Linked DNA regions of Mus musculus: region 2 is linked to region 1. A link is a contact called in public Hi-C data. All regions are on one chromosome and are shown on one strand. Each heading gives the region's core, a stretch centred on a gene start, on an enhancer-like site or on the middle of the called end of the contact. The rest is flanking DNA. Distances are from core to core; before and after follow the strand shown.

The links. Hi-C and Micro-C count contacts between places; a contact is called where the count stands out from the background.
Region 2: a Hi-C map of the N1E-115 cell line shows a contact between it and region 1, with 4 times the contacts expected there. The contact joins two enhancer-like sites. A contact is called at or near these places in 4 of 39 promoter capture datasets (hematopoietic stem and progenitor cells, liver and pre-B cells), 1 of 15 datasets of contacts at CTCF or cohesin (pro-B cells), 7 of 484 Hi-C or Micro-C datasets (the N1E-115 cell line, brown adipocytes, cardiomyocytes and 3 more), 1 of 115 datasets of contacts at active chromatin or transcription factors (pancreatic cancer cells) and 1 of 9 other capture datasets (adipose tissue).

The regions. Positions count from the first base shown.
Region 1 is chr4:137,079,941-137,086,467 of GRCm38.p6, reverse strand. It overlaps Gm31648 (a long non-coding RNA gene), which reads right to left. Exons shown (of 3, transcript XR_390841.3): 2 at 3,755-3,914. Among named protein-coding and RNA genes, the nearest start is that of Gm31648, 6.6 kb to the right of the region's middle. Within about 2 kb of position 3,392, at least 9 of the 459 cell types and tissues checked have an H3K27ac peak or open chromatin away from gene starts, as enhancers often do. A contact at or near this core is called in the N1E-115 cell line, where this site is marked.
Region 2 is chr4:137,726,896-137,732,930 of GRCm38.p6, reverse strand. Rap1gap (Rap1 GTPase-activating protein) reads right to left here. Exons shown (of 24, transcript NM_001379234.1): 20 at 5,856-5,979; 21 at 5,152-5,254; 22 at 4,568-4,671; 23 at 4,363-4,403; 24 at 3,070-4,056. The coding sequence ends at 4,395. Among named protein-coding and RNA genes, the nearest start is that of Gm52682, 8.1 kb to the right of the region's middle. Within about 2 kb of position 3,935, at least 47 of the 459 cell types and tissues checked have an H3K27ac peak or open chromatin away from gene starts, as enhancers often do. A contact at or near this core is called in the N1E-115 cell line, where this site is marked.

The DNA.
Region 1 (6,527 bases), core at 2,143-4,642:
GGCAAGGTGGCCATGCATGGGGAACTTCCTGGGGCTCTGTCGCAATATCTCAGTCTCCCCCTCATGCTTCATGGGACGGCTCGAGCCAGGGTTTCACACTGCCCTGTCTGAGATCATCAGTCACTAAGAGGGTTCCATAATCAGAGGTAACCTTTGTCCCCAGCACACGGGGTCACTTGTTACCAACTATGATCAGAAACAGACCCGAGACAGTCTCTAGCTACCTTCTCTTCCTTGTCCTCCGGGCTCCATCTCCTGTCTAGCAGATTCCCCTGGCTGAGCATCTCTCTTGCTCAGGGATCTCTGGTCTTATCATTCCCGGTTCCTCCTGGTCTGGTTGGCCCTCCTTCCTCTCTTCTGTTGAGGAGCAGTGGGAGGATTCACTCTATAGCGAGAGACGGTGACAGTGATGATGACAACTGCAGTTGGCTGTCACTGCGATGATGCTGATGATGGTAATGACTATGACTCTGCTGTCCCCTGCCTCTTTCACCCCAAAACTGAATCAATGCAACTTTTCATCTCCCTTACCCATCAGCTACCCTGACCTCAGCAGAGTGACATCTACAGTGTTGCTTATTAAGCACTTGCTGTATGCACAGTCTGAGCTAGGCGACTTCTATTCTGACTCCCGGAGGTAAATGCTTCTTGTGCATGTGCAGCTTGCGAAGGCTGAATTACTAAGAATGACTCGTGGACCAGAATCTGCAGACCCTGTGGAAGAAACTCAGGCTCCAGGAATGCTGGCTGACGACAGCGCCACCTGTGTCACCAGAGATGCATAGCTGGGGCTACTTGGTATGTTAGATGTGAGGCAGGCTGAGACACACTCCTTCAAACTGTACCTGTGGGAGTCACTTGAGGGTCCCCAGCCTGTGGCACCTGGTTTCGCTGCTAGAGAGTGGAGAGGGACATAGGCGTATAAGGTACTGTGTCTGCGTGTCCCCTGGGGAATGTGGCAGCCTTTGCATTTTTGTGGCATGAGGCGGAAATTTGAGATAATAAAGAAAGTGGTGGGAGGGGGGTGGGAAGAAAGACAGAAATAAGAAAGAAAAAGCAAGGAAACAATAAACTGTTAGTATCTCACAGGCGCCAGGCTGGGCGAGGAAACCGCTAATGAGCCCCAGCTTCTAATTCAAACCAGACAGATAAAAACCACGTGGTCGAGGTCCCAGAGAGCATGGAGCACCCCTCCCCCCTCCAAAGCCCAGGCTGGGTGCTCTGCCCAGAGAAGAGCAACCTCCGCTGCTGTCTGCGCAGCCACCAAGCAAGCCTGGATGCTGACACCAGCCCGATGCCTGCTTTAGAGCACTGTAAAGACGTGAACTCCAGCTCACTTCCTCGAAATGCATATTCATTTGTTTAGTCAACTTCACTTGTATTTTGACTATTGGGCCAGAAGTTCACTCTTCCAAGAACTCTGACTTCCTTATAAAAAAATCTCAGAAGCAGGAGCCTGGGCATATTATGACTGGGGCCAGGGGGGGGGGGCAGGGCTGGGTCCCAGCTTCATGATCACTAGATAGAGAATTAACCCCCAACACTCCCCAGATCATCTGTTGGGATGGCTTGCCTAGAAGTCTCATACACAATACACAACAGCTCTCTCTCTGTCTGTGTGTCTGTGTGTCTGTGTGTCTGTCTGTCTGTCTGTCTGTCTCTTCACCCCCATACCTGTGTATTCATCCATGGACATCAAGGTCAACTCTATTTCCTGGTTGTGGAGAATCACATAGCCATGAACATGGGGGAACAAGGCTTCAGAGAAAGAGAGACAGAGAGAGACAGAGACAGAGACAGAGACAGAGATTGCTGCATCAGAAACTGGCTCCATTTTAGTATTATGAAGCATCACAATGTCGTTCACCATCTGGGTACTCATCTGCATTTTTTTCTCCACATCCTTGCCACCATGGATAACAACCCCATCCCTCCAGGTACATTTAAAAGAGAGGAAGTCAGTGTGACCCTCTCCTGTTCCCCATACCTCTAACCACCGTAGCCAAGATACAGATCCAACCTAGCTGATGCCTGGATAAACAAAATGTAGTGTAGTTAGAGCCAGTGTGCTGGTTAATATTGCTATCAACGTGACAGAGTCTAGGATCACCTAGGAGATGCAGTTCTGAGCCTGGCTGCGAGGGAGTCACTAGATTAGGCTAACTGGGGTGGGAAGACCCATCCTAAATGTGGACAGCGTCATTCCATGGGCTGGGCTCCGAGATTGAGTATAAAAGTCAAAGTTAGCCGAGCTCTCACATCCATCTCTCTAACGTCAGATATAAGGTGGCCTGCTGCCCGGTGGACAGCACCCTCAAACCATGAGCCAAATCGAAGCCCTCATTCCCAAGTTGCTCTTCTCAGGTGTTCTGTCAGAGTGCTAAGCAAAGAAACAAATACAGACACAACGGAATGCTATTCGGCCATAAAAAAAAAAAAAAAAAAACTGGAGATCCTGCCGTTGGAGAAGGCATGGATGAGCCTGGCAGACAGTTATGAAGTGAAATAAGCCAGGCGCAGAAGAACAAAGACCAGCCCATGCTCGTTCCCGTGTGAAAGCTGAAGTCGTTCTCAGGGAAGCAGAGAATGGAGTGTGGTCATCCGGGCAGGAAGAGGGTGGGGCACGGGGATCGGGAGAAGGGCTGGTTAACAGGTTCGGAAACGGCTTGGAGAGTTGCTTCCTAGCAGAGCTAGGAGACCACGGCCCACCACCCACAGGAATTCTCACTAGCTAGAAGAAACGCTGAAAGATCCCAACACAAGTGATAGCGGATCGATCGGGATGGTGGGTACGCCAATTCCCTAGGTGCTCAGCCATAATCCTAGCTAGTGGTGACTGCCCAACCTAAATACTCACAGGTACATGTGCCGATCAAGAAATGGATAAGAACCTGAGAAAAGGGGGCTGGCGAGATGGCTCAGTGGTTAAGAGCACCGACTGCTCTTCCGAAGGTCCTGAGTTCAAATCCCAGCAACCACATGGTGGCTCACAACCATCCATAACGAAATCTGATGCCCTCTTCTGAAGTATCTGAGGACAGCTACAGTATACTTACATATAATAAATAAATAAATCTTAAAAAAAAAAGAACCTGAGAAAAGTATGTAAATACAAATTTAAAACATGAAGTGTGATGTAGGGACAGAGGGAAGCAGAAGTCTCGGGGTTGGGGGGGGCAGCTCCTTCCTCTGTGAGATGCGGCAGCCCCATGCTGAGCATCTGAGGAATGAAGAAGACACTAGCACTTGTCCTGCCTTCCAGCCTGATAGCTAAGCAGCTTCCTGTCTTATTGTAGGGGACAACGTGCTGCAGATCTCCTGCTGTCTCCACAGGATGAAATCATCACCCATCTCTCCAGCACAGTGGGCAAGATTCCTTGCATTTTTTGGTCTGTGTAATCCACACTCAGATGTAGGCCTAAGAGTGGTGTCTGGGACAGGAGAATGCCAGGGAAGGGAGGAGCCAAGGCTGACTGCTCTCTTCTTCCACCATATGGGTTCCAGGGATCATATTCCGGTTGCTTGGGCTTGGTACCTGCTAAGCCTTAACAGGCTCCCCTCCCCCAGGCTGACTCTGGACCCTGGAGGAAGAGTTTGGGGACCAAGCCACAGGCCTAGGCCATCCTCCTCTGTCTCATGACTCAGGGCTAGGTGGAGGAGGGTCTCCATTCTCTCAGAAGCCATCTACCCATCCCCCTTCCACAGCCAATCCAGAGAGCCTGCATCCATTTCCCCTTTACTCCATCATACTGACCTGTGATCAAATGCCAGTGGTTATAGAAGGTCACCAGGGTCTGGAAGTCCCAGGGCCAGGTTGTCCAGGGAATAATGCAGGATCACAGATCCAAGGACAGTCAGGCCTCAGGTCACCAAGTGATACAGTGGACATGAGCAGAGAGGCCTGGGCCAAATGGCTGTGACAAGAGAGAAGAAGTTTGCTGTATATAATAGATGGTAATTGAGGAAGCCCAGGTCAGCGGAGCTATACAAAGTATTTATCCACGTCATGAAAGAAGACTCCTTAAGCCCTGGGCCAAAGAAAAGCCATGGCACTAGACCTGGGCAGGACACTGGCTGTCCTTGGGACTGAGGCTGGTTGGCTGGAGTCAGCTCAGAGGCACTGCCAAGCCGGTCAGATAGAGCTACAAGATGCATGTCATTTAGCTGAGAACCTATCCAGTACACTTGACTTGACGGGCGCCTCACCCTCTCAGGCTTCCACTTCTCAGCTCTATGGATCTTCAGCACTGCCTGCCCTGGCTATCCCAAGAAAATGGGGAAGTCTGAATGCAGTGATACATGAGAATATTATTCATAATTTTCAATATGTTCTTTTTGAGACAAAGTCTCACATAGTCCAGGCTGATGACTTCAAACTCCTGATCCTTCTGCCTCCATCGCCTAAAAACTGAGATTACAGGCATGTGCCACCATGTCTGGTTTTTGGTGTATGTGTGTGTGTGTGGTGGGGGCGGGGGGGAGCGGTTCCTAACTGCATCCTGCTACTTTGTACACTCCTGTGGTCTTTGTTTCAAGATCACACAGCCATCATCATTATTTAATTCCAGACTATTCCATCACCCTGAAGTCTTCATTCCTCCCTCACCTCAGCCTCTAGTAACTAGCAACGTCCTTGTTATCTCTGTGGATTTGTCTGTCCTGGACATGTCACATGTGTGGGGTCCTGCTGTGTTTAGTCTTTTGCATCTGGGCTTTTCACTTAGCAGTGTTTTTGGTTTTGTACGGTGACATGTGTCAGTACTCTATTCCTTTCATGGCTATGTGATACTTGAGAGTCCATGTTGCGGTTTTCTCACTCCTTCACGTAGGGTAATCTTGAGTGTACTTAAGTCTAAAACCAAGTACTCAAGTGTTCTTTGAGGTCAGAGCAAAACGGTCAAATGAGCTATGTTTATAAAAAGGAGGTATGAGTAGCTTAGGTGCTCAGTGGCTGATCCTATTCTCCCTTGCATTGCTCAAGAGCATTCCAGAAATCTCCTGGATTCTGAACATTGAGAATGATTGCTACCTATAGTCCAAGTATATCAACATTTTCAACCCCAAACCACAGTTACTACAGCCCCAGCAGAACTCGTGGCAGTGGGTCAACAGGCATGATGTAAGCAAGGGAGCAACAAAAATGTGGGTAGGATTAACAGATGGATAGATGGAGGTGTGAGCAAGGAGATGGAACAAGATGATTGGCTGTGAAGATGGTTGGATAGAAAGGGGTGTGGCTTAAGAATGGGTGGATGAGTGACTGTGCGGATGACTGGATACATGATTGGGAAGATGGGTAGATAGATGAATGGATGGGTGAAAAATGAATGGGTGGATGAGTAGGTGGGTTGATACATGGATGGATGGAAGATGAGGAAGATGGAAGGATGGATTATTGGGAAGGTGGATGAGTAAGTTTGGTAGATAGATAGGTGAATAGATGGATGGAAAGATGGATTGGTGAATGAGTAGGTAGATGGATGAATGGAAGACTGAGAAGATAGGTGGACATATTGAGAAGATGGATGGATAGATGGATAGGTAGATGGATGGATGGATGGATGGATGGATGAATGGATGGATGGATGGATAGGTGGATGGATGGATGCACAAATAGGTGGATGGATGGGTGGGTGATGGGTGAATGGGTGGATGGATGGATAGGTGGATAGATAGATGTGAAGATGGATGGGTAGATGAGTGGGTGGATGGATAAACAGGTGGATGGGTGGGTGGGCAAATATACAGACAGTAGAATTGGTGAGTCATTAGAGTGCGACATTCTTGCCAAGGTCCACATAGGAGAAAGAAACTTCTGATTTACAGAGAGTCCTAGCACAAGGCACAAGAGCCAAAGGGTCCATTACTTGTGTGGTTACTCTTCAATAGTGGGAAAAAACAATCATTAATCTTCAGGTTTCAGCTTAAAGAGGCCTTGCTGTGCTTAGCTCTAGAATTTAGCATTTAATCTCGTATTTGATGGAAGGAATGGCTTCAAGGAGTGAGGGGAGTCTGTTTCCCATGCAGTGTAAGAATTGGGAAAGTAACACTCACTTTGTAAATAGGGAAGATCACTCCTAAGGTTGTCCAGCATGTCTGGGGCAGAGTGGAATTTCTGGAGACTGGAAGCCCTGCACTCTTCCCCACCCCTGGACTTCCTGGTCCGTCAATCAAATTGAGCACTCCCAGCCCTTGGATTTTGTATTCTCTTCTTGAAGACAAGGACATACCACATGTCTATTTTAGGGGAGAGAGAGAGAGAGGGGAGAGAGAGAGAGAGAGAGAGAGAGAGAGAGAGAGAGAGAATCACACACTTTCAACCCCGGGAAACCAATGGACAACCTCTACCTTTCCTTCATCCAGCTGTAACAAGTCACTATCTTTGGGAGACACCCGAGACAAGCTTTCTGTTTTTACATGCTACAGGTACCTCTCTACATCCCAGGACAGTTGTGACATCCCATGGGACAGAGTCAGTGACATTCAGCATCTAGCTAGCAGCTAGAAACAGGCAGTGACTCTGACCT
Region 2 (6,035 bases), core at 2,686-5,185, 650 kb before region 1:
AATGGGGATGGTCCAGGGACCAAGACCACCAGCTAAAGATGCTGAGCTCTGTCTGTGGCAGAGGGGAGCCTGGGCCCCTGAACTCCAGGCTCAGGCCTGGGTTCACAGACATAGAATGTGGAATAGGAACCCCTCCCAGAGACACACATTAGGAACATTCAGGGCTTCCCAGAAGGGCCCATGGGGCAGCCAGAGTGGCTTTTAAAATTAGCCTCCCTCACCAGATCTGGTTATTTCAGGAGGCTCCATCCTGGGCTGTCCCCTCAGTAGGGCAGACTCAGGGAGGGAGGGAAGGAGGAAGGACAGACCTCAATATCCCAGGGCCCCTGGCTGAGCACCCCCTGTAGCCCGAGAAGCAAGGTACATCCAAGTTCTGGTCCCCTGGCACCAGCCTGGGCCTGAGGCCACCACTTTGGCAAAGTTGTCCTGGAGTTGGCCATAGATGTCCGGGGGCACCTTTGCTGTGGGTGTGGGTGGGATGCTATAGACATGGATTCTGCACCAGTCTTCATGCACGACTCCTTAGAGGTATGAGTGTTTGGGATCATAGTTTGTCCTGTTAAGGTGACACTTAGAGAGTCTTGCCCACAGGGAGCTGGGATGCCAGGGGTGTGAGTTGCCCCCACTGTCTCCTGGGAGAGTGCTGCTGTTTCCAGAAGCCCAGGATATTTCTAACAGAGCCAGTTGCTTCCCGGAACTGGTGACCCCCGCCCTAGCCCTAATTCCAGCCTGGAGTTGGTGTCCCTGCATGCCCTCCCCACCTCAGAACCCAGGGTAGGCACAGAACTGGCAGGGGGACAAGAGAAACAGCACTGTCCACTTTGATCCCATGCGTCCTCGGCCTCCCTGAGCCCCACCTTGGAGCTTGAGAGTAACGGCCTGGGCCGTGGTGGCCTGGACGCTTCTTCCTGCAGCAAGGCTGGCGTGGCCAGGCAGGGAGGCTGGCAGGGCTGGCGGGGCTGGCTGGGCTGGCCAGGGATTGTTCTCCTAGCGACTCACCTGTGTTTCCCCAGGGCCCCTTGATCTAGATCAGCTCTGAACAGATCCAGAGAATTGGGTACACAAATGAGCAAATCCCCACGAAGGGATGATCAGCCAAAAAGCCTGTGGTGGTGGGGCTTAGGGAAGCATTTCCAAAGGCAACAACACCTCTTTCTTCTCTCTTTCTCTCTTCTCTCTCTCTTCTCTCTCTCTTCTTTCTCTCTTCATTCTCTCTTCTTTCTCTCTTCTTTCTCTCTTCTCTCTTCTTTCTCTCTTCTTTCTTTCTCTCTTCTTTCTTTCTCTCTTCTTTCTTTCTCTTTCCTTTCTTTCTCTTTCCTTTCTTTCTCTTTCTGTTTCTTTGTTTCTTCCTTCTTTTCTTTCTCTCTTTCTTTCTTCTTTTTCTTCTTCTTCTCCTCCTCCTCTTCTTCTTCATCCTTCTTCTTTTTTCTTCCTCCTCCTCTTTCTTCCCTTCCTTCCATTTTTTTAAAAAGACAGGGTTTCTCTGTGTAGCCCTGTCTTTCCTGGAGCTCTCTCTGTAGACCAGGCTGGCCTTGAACCCACAGAGTTCTGCCTGCCTCTGCCTTCTGAGTACTGGGATTAAAAGTGTGTGTCACCACCACTCAATTCCAGCTATACTTGTGTGGAGCCAGCCCGTGCGGCAATGTCCTCTGGACACAGGTCTGACGGCACCATCTGAAGGCTTGGCAGTAAGGTTGTTCATGGTTATCTGTGTTCAGAGGCTATACCAGCTCTGCTCCTGCCCCCAACATCACCTCAGTATTATCTGAGTCCCCACAGCTCTAGCACCAAGATCGCCATGAGGTCTCATTCCCTGAGCCTCACATCAGGGACCACAGAGGAGGGACAGGGGGCCGAGCTCACTAGGAGAGTGAACTCAGAGCCAGTGCCCAGGAAGCTCATTTCTGGATGCCATGACTGCAAGCTATAGGCTGGAGCAGAACGCACTGTAGAGCTGAGGAACAACGCAGCCAGGGAAGCTTGGAGCCAAACCCTGCTGGTCAGGGCTGGAGTTAGGGTATGAGTCATGGCCTCTGGGTGGCCTGAGGCGTCCGTGGGTCATAGAACAGCCCTGTCAAAAAACGGCATGGTACATCTCAGAGAGCCTCAAAGTACCCTCAGCATCTTCCTGGGGAGGTGAGAGTGAGGTAGGGGCACCGGGGTTCTAGGGACACTAAGATGGTGTCTCCCTCAGAGCACAACTGGATATCTACTTGCAAGGCCATTGAATGAATCTCCTGTGGCTCTTTCCTTAAGGGAACCCATCCTCCAGGATTCTACCAGCCAGCGGGCCCACCAGCACTCCATTAACAGCCAGCACTGTTCTAAGTGTATCCCTCCACTGTCTTCTGCGTGAAGTCTTGGCATTCAAAACCATGTGGTCTCTGGCCTCACCCCAGCCTATCTCCGTGTCTCCTCTATGGCTGTCCTCACTTTGGAGCCCCCCCTCTCCCCCAGTTTGAGATGTTCTCCACTCTCTACACACACAAGCCCCTCTCCTCTAGAGACTCTACCTCCTCTGCCCTTTCTGTCCACCCTTTTACCCTTAAGCCTGTGGTCCTATGCTATCAGGCAGGGAAGGGACTCTGTCCGCTTCTCTGCCCAGATGGTGATCCTCTGGTGCCCCCTGGTGGCCATACAAGGGAAACTTGGGATTTGCGGAACATGAGATGGGAAAGGAAACTGTTAGTTATATGCTGTCCAGACTGTATGCCTGTTAACAGTGGGAACCAGCTCACTGCATGTTTACAGCCCCTGAGGAGATCATGAGCTCTTCCTGTTCCTCTGAGAGGAGAGAGATGGAATTCCTCACCACCAAGCTAAGGAGAGATGGTGCCAGGGCAGACTTCAAAACCACACTTTCTCCATAGGGAAGGACACATGGCAGGTATGGGGTCGGAGAGTGGGGCCATGAAGAGGAGGCCTCAGCTGGTGTTCACAGACCCTGTGACCTGCTGGCCTTGGAGGCACCCTGGCCTCGGCAGCACCAAAGGGGACAGGTATATTCTGTCCACCTTGGGTCCTCGTGTGTCTAGGCAGGGTTTACACAAAGCTGTTCTTAACTCCGGGTACAATAGCGATAAATAGAATTTATTTTGTACAACCCTTACTGACATACATGTGGCCACAGGGCTTCCAAAGTGGGTGTTGGGGCTGGAAGTCTCGCCTTGGGCGTGGCTCCTAAGAGTGAACAGACACACACAAGGACATGGCTCACAGCAGCTATGCCTGGCAGCCCCCTCCACGGCAATGGTGGGCAGGGGATGGCGAGGTCTGGACTCCAGACCAGCTGAGACCCCCTCAGCCCAGTGCTCCCAGGAGTGTGGGGTGGCAGGGTTAAGCTGGGTGCTGGGTGAGGAGCCAGGGATGACCCTATCCACAACCAAGGATACTGGGCCATCGTGTGGAGACAGTGAAAGGACGTTGGCAGCTCTGTGGTAAAGCTGGGGGACTCAGGTTGGGTGATTGGTGAAGCAGACCCAGCCCCTTAGCCCACCCGGGGCCTCGGGAAGCAGTCGGCGTGATAGGCGGTCCCTAGGACAATGGCCCCCTCCTGGGGCAGGTGCATGGACTCAGGCTTCAGTGATCTCTGAAATACTCTTGTCCACTTGCAGCAGAGATGCCCAGAGAATGAGGGTGCCTGGCCCACGTCCCACAGCAGAAGCCGCACGGGACTCTGCCCGGCGCTTGCGCATTCGCGCACCCTGCACCTGCTGCTTCTGCGGTGGGCTGTATGCGCACGGTGCTTCTTCTCCTTTTCCTACCCTGTTCCCCGTGGCTCCAGAGGGGAACCCGGTGTGACAGAGGCCCAAGTGAGGGCAATCCAGGGCCACAGTCCCTGCCCACACCCAGAGCTCCAGCCTGAGGGTGGGGTGGGGGCGGTGATGCCGGCAGCATCCATTCTGAGAGCTCTGGATGGCTCCGCCCTGCGGAGACAGCCCAGATGGGCGGGCCCAGGGCTTGGAGGGAGGGGCGCCAGGGGCTGGGGTGGCTGTGGGGCAGAGGGCCAGCTGCCTGGATGTGGTGCGGCATCTTCTTGTGCTTCTGAGGCCTCCTCTGCAGGGAACGGGAGATGAGACTCAGAGGAAGATGGCAACAGCTTCTCCTCCCATCCCACGGGCATCCCTAGCTCGCCCCATGTTCCATGCTCGCCCAGTTCTTTTGGCTCCATCAAGCTCCCTAACAACTCATAGGCAGAGTTGAGGCAGCACTGTGTGCCCACTGCACAAATAGGGAACCCAAGGCTAAAAGGTGTCAAGAGTAGTCCAGGCCCGCAGCCACCGAGGCTGGAGAGTCCTGCCCAGCCCGGGGGGCTCTCATCCCCTCCTCCACCCCAGAGGATCCAAGTGAGCACCAGCTGACCTGCTCAGTCCCGCCTGCTGATGAGGTGACAGCTAGCAGCCCTGTGGGGACAGATGCAGCCGGAGGTGGGGGCAGGAGACACAGGAAACCAGAAGTCACTGGAAGAGCCCAGTCCTTCTGGCCTAGTGGGGCACCCCAGCCATTGGGTCCCTGGGTCCCTGTCCCCAACCGGCTCTACCCTCTCCCAGGAGGAGTCCCCGTGTACCATCTGGGGTGTGTGCTGCTCAGATGTTTCCAGTTGGATCTTGATCTCGGGACACGCAGGGTCCCCCGACTTGCCGACGTCTGGGTGGGGTGACCGTGTGAGGCCTGGGAAGGGGGGCAGGAGGGAGCCACCTCACTGGCCAAGAGGAGGCACCAAGGAGATGCAGGCATGGATGGGTGACTGGCACTGGGGTTCCCCCACCCTGCCTGGTCCCTCCCTTAGGGGTCTTCACCCTCAATTCACCTCCCAGCTACCCTCTACCATCCTCTGGATCACCGCCCCACGTAAGAGGCTGTCACATCAGGCTCCCATATTCGGCCCCGCCCCCTTCCCAGCACAGCTAGCCTGGTACTTGGGGAGCTTGGCCCCGCCCCTCTCCCAGCACAGCTAGCTTGGTATTGGGGAGCTTGGCCCCGCCCCTCCTCCAGGACTCCTAGCTTGGTATTGGGGAGCTTGGCCCCGCCCCTCCTCCAGCACTGCTAGCCTGGTACCTGGGGAGCTTGGCCCCGCCCCTCCTCCAGCACAGCTAGCTTGGCATTGGGGAGCTTGGCCCCGCCCCTCCCCCAGCACTGCTAGCCTGGTACCTGGGGAGCTGCCCCCGCTCGTGGTGCTCACGCTGTCGTCCAGCCATGTGCTGTAGAGGAAGGAGTCCCGCTTATGGGGAGTTCCTGAGGACGACACGCTCTCCTGGGGAGGGGGGGGAGGTCAGCCCCACCCACAGCCCCGCCCCACCCCCCTCCTTTGTTCGGGCAACACACACATCTGCAGATGTTCTCCTGGTCTGGGTCTCAGAGGCCAACAGCCTGTGAAGGCCCCTGCACCTCCACTCTAGGAGGCCAGCAGGCAGGGCCTGTGTCTGCCAAGGGACAGGCCAGGCCAGTTGCAGGTACCCATTGGATGTATGTTTGATGGAAAATGGCTAAGATGCTGAAGACCAGGCCCAGGCCAGAGGGAGGGGACGAGTCTGGCCTGGCCAAGGGGGAGGGAACAGGCAGGGACAGGAGACCAGCAGGTGCAAAGGCCTGGGGTGGGGCCAGCCCACCACAGTTAGGGACTGCAGAGGACCTCAGAGTGGCTGAGGAGGTAAGAGACATGGGACAAGGAGCACCTGGGCCCTCAGGGGTCTGTCTCTGTGGACAGCATGGGGGAGCCATGGAAGGCTACGATCTGTCTGCATCTCCTGCAGGCTGGGACACCCTTGCCGCCAACATGTCAGCCAATGCACCTCCAGAGGCCTGAGAGAGCCCTGTCCCACCTCCATGGGGCCCTAACCGCTCGGGTATCTCACCAGGCCTGTATCATCCCCGTCTACGCCCTCCGTCTCCTCCACCACGCTGGTGAAGCTGCTGGCGCTGGAGGAAGATCTGGAGAAGCCCTGCAGCACTTCCGTTCTCTGGGCAGCCGACTCCACTCTGCCACACAGTGCCGTGAGCCATCAGCCGTGGGCACTGTGCCACAATCCCTTGTC